Linked DNA regions of Bicyclus anynana: region 2 is linked to region 1. The links are chromatin contacts, called in public Hi-C maps. All regions are on one chromosome and are shown on one strand. Each heading gives the region's core, a stretch centred on a gene start, on an enhancer-like site or on the middle of the called end of the contact. The rest is flanking DNA. Distances are from core to core; before and after follow the strand shown. Region 1 has its middle 12 kb from the start of LOC112045973. Region 2 overlaps LOC112045973.

Region 1 (4,035 bases), core at 440-2,939:
CCTACCCTACCCCTAATCTACCCCTACCCTACCCCTACCTTACTCCTACCCTACCACTAACCCTAACCCTTCCCTACCTTATCCCTACCCTAACCCTACCCTACCCGTACCCTACCCCTACCCTACCCTACCCCTATCCTACTCCTCCCCTACCCTAGACGTTCCATATCCTTCCCCTACCTCTACCTTGCCCCTACCCTACACTACCCCTACCTTATCCGTACCCTACCCTACCCTACCCCACACTTTCCCTAAATTACCCCTACCCTACCTCTATCCTACCCCTTCCCTACCTCTATCCTATCCCTACCCTCAGCAAAATTGGTCCAGCATTTTGTGCGTGGTGCAATGACCAAAAGACTATAATTTCCCAAGCGACTTCTATGCTAATACTATAAAGAGGTAAAGTTTGTGTGGTTGTCGGGGGTAATCTCTGGATCTACTGGACCGATTTGGAAAATTCTTTTACCAATAGAAAGCTACATTATTTGCGAGTGTCATAGGCTATGTTTGGTCCTCATATTCATACGGGAACGGGAACCACGTAATTGAAACCGCGGGGCGTCATATAGCGGCATTTCTGCGACTTTCAGAAATTTTGTATTATCTCCGAAACTATATAACTAATTAACATACTGTAAAGGGCAAATCTTATCTCTATAATATCCTTGTGATTATTAAATAATTTATTTTGATAAGGATTTAAGTTTAGTTGTGTAAATAATGACGTAAACCTTAGTTTAAAATTTAAATAATTTATTAAAGTACTAAAGGTACTATATCTGCTAAAATATAAAAGATAGATATATGGTGTCGCGGACTTTTTTGTAGAACTTTTAAAGGTTCAAAAAGCCTCCATACATTTATTTCAGTTATACGCAATGGTTGAGGCAGCGCATGCGAAAAAGTAAGTTTTTCGGTCTGACCTGTAAGAGAAAACCCGCGACTACTCAGTAGTTATATATGATAGAAATATAAAATATAGCCTATAGCACTCCCCGATAACGTAGCATTCTACTGGTGAAAGAATTTTTAAAATCGGTCCAGTAGTTCCGAAGATTACCCCATTTCAAAAAATTGTTACAAACTTACAAACTTACAAACTTTACCTCTTTATAATATTAGTATAGATTAAGATAATATTTTGTTGATTTATAATTTAATTAAAACTTAAGCGAGTATACATTTTATTTCTATAAACGATTTTTTTTCGTTTCGTTTTAGTTGAGTTTGTCATTTGTCTTCTTTAAGGGAACTGTTTTACTTATAGAAACATCGGAAACGGAAATAGAAATGTCAGAATTCTACGAAAATAATAAATAGGCTTTAACAACAACTACGTAAATTAATATATTAATCAATAATTACCAATAAAAACATAAGACGCCATTTTTCATGAATAATATTGAAAATTAATTTTTCAATATTATTCATGAAAAATTATTCATTAATCTATGATTATAAAGTGCAAAAGGTAAATCCACCAATATAAACTACTCGCAGTCGAAATAGAACGGCATATCTGTAAAAATTTTAGATTTACAGAATAGTTGAATGTTCTCAAAAAAACAACAACAGTGAATTCATTAGTTCAAGATGCAAAAAGAATTATTTATTTACTGTACAAAAATGCGGCAATCCTAAATTGACTTTTTCTTCACTAAACTTTTGTTGATTTTAATATGGCAACCTTGTCAGCGAATCAATCAATTGTGTTTCGCGAAGATGGTTTTTGCGCATAAAAACTATTTGTTTTCATTAAATGTGCGGTAATTATATTCAAGCAAAACTCATAAAACGTGAAAAAACTGTTCAATACTTTCATGTAAATAGATTATAAACTTACTTTAATTGCTGTGGCTGTACAATTCGTGATCCTTGCTCCGGGTCGGCAGGTAGGTGTTGTTTTTATTATTTTTTTTTATTCCCAAGTTCAAGTTTAGAACCTCTTTGTTTCAAACTATTATCGAACGTTATTTTGATACATATTTTAAATTAGTATTCTATTTTTAAAGTTGGTTTAGGTACATAGCTAATTAACGGACGGTAGGACCTCAGTGTCAGTATTTATTTGTTTACCTGCTACCTGTTAATTTTATTTTTAATGATAAAATAAATCGTGTCTCGCCTAATTAATCAATCTTAACAATATTTTATAAAAATATTATTTTTAGTTACAATGTATTTAAATACGCATTTAAAAATAAAATTGAAATATTTATACATGCATTGAAAAATTGCTAAAGCTTGATTTTAGTTATAGCTATATTAATGTCTGCTAATAAGTGGGTGTGCCTCATGGCCTCAATTGAACTAGGAATAGCAATAAAATATAAGTTGGTTTTTTTATTTAATAAAATTATATTAACCATGTCTTTTAAAACATGATTGATATTCACCATTACCCTCTAACTAAGAAAAAGTTTCAGGATTCAGCGTAAAAGTCAAGAGTTAGAACATAGAACCTTGTATTTAGTCCAATTAGCGTTGCCAGGGGTCTAGATCAAGCCAGACACAGTTGGGCTTTTTGATTGTGTGTCCGGCCAAAACAAACGGTGTCGAACTATACCTATAGAGACACAAAGTTCTCAATAATGTGTCCGGCCTTTTCACCCTTGCACTGGACTTATTGGACTTCGTGACCTGGCAACCCCAAGTCCAACGCCTTAACTGTAGACTGATTTACTGATACCATAGCCCAGAAAATGCATAATCTCTTTGCTAGCGGGGTGGTGGCTCTTATGTAAGAATTAGTATTTAAATATCAGAATGTCAAATAATATTGACCATATTGTTGGCTAGTACACTATCTATAATACTACTAATTATTATTTATTATTGATGTCTCGCACAACTGGCAGAGACCAGAGTGTATATAAGTTTAGACGAATGTATAAATTCTTCTTTGACTAACTTATAATCCACAATGGGTGTAGACAATAGCCATTTCTAAAATGTTTTGAATGTGTTGACTCAGATTAGTATTTAAGATAATAAGCCTGCACTGTCTAATGATGTAAAGTAATATAATTACATTAGTTTTCTGTTCTGTTTTTTTGTGTTCATTACTTCAGGGTTTAGGGTATAACACATTCGCCACACATCTTCGCCATTCGACGGCCGCGTGGCGCATTGGGTAGTGACCCTGCTTTCTGCATCCACGGCCGTGGGTTCGATTCCCACAACTGGAAAATATTTGTGTGATGAACATGAGTGTTTTCCAGTGTCTGTGTGTATTTATACATTATATAAGTATTTATATGTAGTATATAATTGTATATTAATATTATAATATCAACTATCTTAGCACCCATAACACAAGCTACTCTGTATGCTTACTTTGGGGCTAGATAGTGATGCGTATTGTTTAAGTATATTTATTTATTTATTTATTTATTATTATTTATTTATTTATCTGCTTTTAGTTCTTTACTGATCACAGATAAACCCAGAGAAGAAAAACAAAAATACTTTTATTTGAATGTATTAATATGAAATACATAAATCATAATAGTCATTTACAAAGCTAATAAGCTAATAACGATTGAGCTTATTTGATTATTTAAAACGTCAAACAGAAAAAATGTTTGCCTACCAAAATGGTTACAGAATAAAATCATGTTCATGATAGTCTAATAGACAGAAATCTATATTATTATCCATTGTATTTTTATTTACTTTTAACCTGTAAAATATTTTGTGTTGTCAGAAGCCATTATCATATCTACTTAAAAGGTGATAAAACAAAAATGCATTATTATCTTGGTTTTTAAGTAATTCCACTGCTATCTGAAAGCTTCTGTAGTTATGTATGCACTTTGGGCTGAAGATAAAATATAGGTTAAGTCTGACCTCTGAATGGTCATTAGAAGTCAGACATTTTCAGACTAATTTTACATATTTACAGTCAACTTTATGTCAAGGAATTCCTTAACCCTACATCCAGTGGTCACAAGTCCTCGACTCTGCTCGGATTTTTTCTCTTTACCAAGCGGTGGACCCGGCAACCACACGGTGAATTCATGGAATGCTAAC
Region 2 (4,035 bases), core at 839-3,338, 38 kb after region 1:
ATTTTTTTGTCAAATTGTTTCGTAGAAAGTGGCATAAAAGTGATGAAAAGTAATATAAATATTTGTTTTTGTACCCATATGTTGCATAATTTACTTGTGAAGTTTTAGTACCGGTAAGTCGATATCTTAGTTCTTTATTTTCTTTACGATTTTACTTTACCACGACATGGTTAAAGATTTATAAAAGTTGCGCATTATTACTTGCAATTCCTATAAATATGAGTAATGCAATTCCTTTAACGTACGTATGATCTCTCCATTGTTATGTACTTATTAAGTATGAACGTGCCTCAGACAGTAAATGTTGGTTCACATCTTAATTTGTATTAATTAATGCTCGAAATAGATTTTCGAGTGTACACCTACATAATGTAGTATAATATAAAACATGATCAAATGAATGCAAGAACTTTTTTTTTATGGGCAACGAATCATTGAACAGCCATAAGATATAATTAATCTCTAATAATTTGTTTAAAACTACTTTTTCAATGCAAAATTGCAAATCATTCAGATAGATTTGTAGTTTATTTTTCAAAGGATTCTTAAATTACTTCTCTAAATATTGCAGACTTGATAACCTTGTCAGCTGTTAGTTAGTATTCTAAAGAGGTTTTATTGACTCTATCCATTTAAGTAGATGTGTAGAATCTATACTAATATTATAAAGTTTGTTGTATTGAAGGTGATCTCTGGATCTATTGAACTGGTTTGAAAGTTTCTTTGACCACTACATTATTTGTGAGAGTCATATGCTTTATTATCCCTGTATTTTGTACTAGCAGACACCCGCAACTTCGTTCGCCGCTAGACCTCCTTAATCCGGCCCTGCATATATTATAATAAATATTATGACCTAACAAATGAACTAACTAAAAATGGCTATGTAGTTAGTCTGTACGCTGTAGAAGTAGGTGCGAGAGGATTACCAGCAAAATCTCTCTATAACTTGCTTAAAGACCTTGGTCTCTCTAGAAGTGCAGCTAGTTTTATATTAGAACGGGTATCCAAAGCTGCTCAAATAGGATCTTACCAAATTTGGATAGGTAGGGAGAATAACACGAGGGGACTTCCTTGAATTCCTTAACCCTACATCCAGTAGTCACAAGTCCTGGACTTTGCACAGTGTTTTTCTCTCTACCACGCGATGGACCCGGCACCTGCACGGTGAATCCATGGAATGCTAAGATATAGCTCTGTAGTTGAAATTAAATTGAAATAATAAAAATAACGATTATTATTGGCATTCAAAGTTTTACTTTTTCTTATTACTTGAATAGCATTTTATGTATTTTTAGCTGATGCTTGCAATTTTTCATGTGTATGCCTGTATGAATTTTACTATTTTACTGTTAATGAACTATCCAAGACAAATGAAGAACATTTACATATATGTCACAGAACATATTCTCTAGATGTGGGAAATGGGCCCACAGTTTTAGATGTAATTAGCATTGACTACCCAGTATCCACTGACAGCTGTCTTCTATATTAACTAACAATAACATTATTAGTATGTATATTATTAACTATTTCTAGTCTATAAAATACCTACAGTTTTACATTAAGTGATCTGAAAATGGCTCCAATGGCAGAAAAATGTAATAAACGGAGTTAAAAGTTAGCATGGTATGGATATGTAATGCAGAGCAATTAAAGTTATTTTACCAGATAAATGTTGATATTGCAAGTGCAAGGATACAAGAGGATATGTATTAAATGAGGATGTAATATGAAACCTAAAGATCCCCGCAAAATACAGCTTTGTCTGCAGTCATTCAGATAAACTAATATTATACAGAGGAAAGATTTGTAACCACTGAACTGATTTGGAAAATTCTTTTACTGTTGGGTAGCATCATTATCCCTGAATGCTATAGGCTATATTTTATCCCTGTATTCCTACTGTAACGTGAACTACACGAGTGAAACCGTACTGCATCTGGTGGTTAATAATAAATAAGCAAGATGGCAGTACATTTCCAGACAAAGTATATCACAAGGAGATGTCCTGCTCTATATGTGTACACATATGCCTGTATTCATCTCAGTTGAGGCATTGTGAGCAGGTAGCAAGGTCAAGGTCACACGTCCTCTTTGTGGATAATTTCCTTGTTCTGAAACCTGTTTCACACGGCCAGTGATCAGTGTTTATACAGGTGTCATGTTTATTGTTTTTACTTTGTTGTAATTCTTGCTGAAGCTTGTAGTTTTTGTTGTAATGTATTAGTAACTAGTGGACACACATAATTGTTTGTGAGAGCAGGTTATAGTAAGTCAACCTTAAAAGATATAAGGCATATGCTGTCCCTGACTTTATAAGAACTTTTAAGAAAAACAATTACTTCAGAAATATTATTTTTATGACTTTCTATGAATTTATTTATTTGTACTTTTCTTTACAAGTTTTTCCTAGATTTTTTACTATTTTAGATGTACGCTAGTAATATATAAATAATATTTTTTACATAAAAATGGAAACGACTTCAAACACATATTTCAATTATTTTAACTTTAACACAATATTATAAACCAATTTTCATGAAAATGAAATGCGGCAGATCTGGAAGTGTACTATTTATATTTTTATTAGTGAACCAATTTTAATTTGAATTCAACTGAAAGACAAGAAGCAAAAAAATATTTTTGAACAATATAGGCAATATTCTATTAATTCCAGTAAAATCCATGGTTCCCATAGTTATTGTGATATTTTTGTGCTTTATGTCATACTTTGTGCCATTTATCTATGGCATTATATATAACTAAAATAAAATAAAAGCAGCAGCTTATTTGAAGAATTCCAATTATTTAGTTGGGTGCAACAAATGATGTAAAGTAATTTAGAATAATCTAATTAATAAATTATCTGAATTACAGTAATCTATGATTACATTACGTCAGTTGACCAATATAATAATTAATATGGGCAACCTTGAATCATGATGATAACCACTAATCAGTCAGATATGGGATTGCTTAATTTAATTTTATTCATTACTTTAATTCATATGTCCTTTAACCGTGATTTTGTAACCTTATATATTATGCAACCGTTATAATGTGTGATTATTTCCTAACTTTTATTTGTGAGTGTTGATGTGAAAACATTTTCCTTTATTAACCATTTTAAACAAACGATTCATCAAACTACAAAAAAGCCACCTGTGACTTAATAGTATTACTCCAATCAGTAAACGAGTCACTATTCATTCACCTGAGGCGTAAATTTTAGCCTGTGTGTCTGTAATTTCACTAAAAATTCGACAGATAATTTAAATATGGTGTTGCATACTGTGTGTATGTGTGTGTGTGAGAATTCACATTTCCATTTTGTATAAAAATCTCTATAAACCGCGGTAATAATACCACCCAGATAACAGATCTGAAAAATGTGATTCATTACATCACTAAATCTTCACAATTCAATCTACAAACTGATCTTGACAATTCAATCTATTGACACTGATTTGTCAGGTTTTTTGCAACAAAAATGTGGATCAAGAACTTATGCAAAGAACAAGTAATGTCTGCTAATTTTCAACAAAAGCTAGAATAACATTTACTTCAGCATGACATTGTCTAAGAGATCTTAGATATTCCACATTTAAAATACTGTTATTTTTGCTTTTAGTGCATCCCTTCCAAATGTATATTTTTCTTAACATCTGTTTCAAAAATACACAAACACCCCGTAAATAGAAACTGAAAATAGTCTTTATTGTTACAGATACTACATCCGGTAGCTTGAATCTCCTCACGCCTTCGTCAACAACTAGTAGGATACGTGATTTCACATCTAGGTTGCAAGAGAGGGCTTCCATTCAACCCAGTTCTACCCCCCAAGCGCCGGTATCCCCAGCCAAAACACCCGACGACACCACCCCAACACCCAGAAGGAATGACAACCTCCTCAAACCACCCCCTAAAATTTTCGTAGATACCTCGAGTCATAGATCTAGGAGCCATTTGAAAAAACGCGACGAAATCCCCCAAAAGAAACCCAGCTATCTAAACCTAGCCTGTTCGGTGAAC

Evidence for each region. A called contact is a pair of places that touch in the nucleus more often than the background predicts.
Region 2: a contact with region 1 is called in a Hi-C map of whole body, with 2.7 times the contacts expected there. The contact joins two enhancer-like sites. A contact is called at or near these places in 2 of 2 Hi-C or Micro-C datasets (whole body and whole larva).

The regions. Positions count from the first base shown.
Region 1 is chr18:13,571,087-13,575,121 of ilBicAnyn1.1, forward strand. No RefSeq gene overlaps it. Among protein-coding and RNA genes, the nearest start is that of LOC112045973, 12 kb to the right of the region's middle. Within about 2 kb of position 1,690, at least 1 of the 8 cell types and tissues checked has open chromatin away from gene starts, as enhancers often do.
Region 2 is chr18:13,609,068-13,613,102 of ilBicAnyn1.1, forward strand. LOC112045973 reads left to right here. Exons shown (of 9, transcript XM_024082397.2): 4 at 3,731-4,035. Among protein-coding and RNA genes, the nearest start is that of LOC112045944, 14 kb to the right of the region's middle. Within about 2 kb of position 2,089, at least 7 of the 8 cell types and tissues checked have open chromatin away from gene starts, as enhancers often do.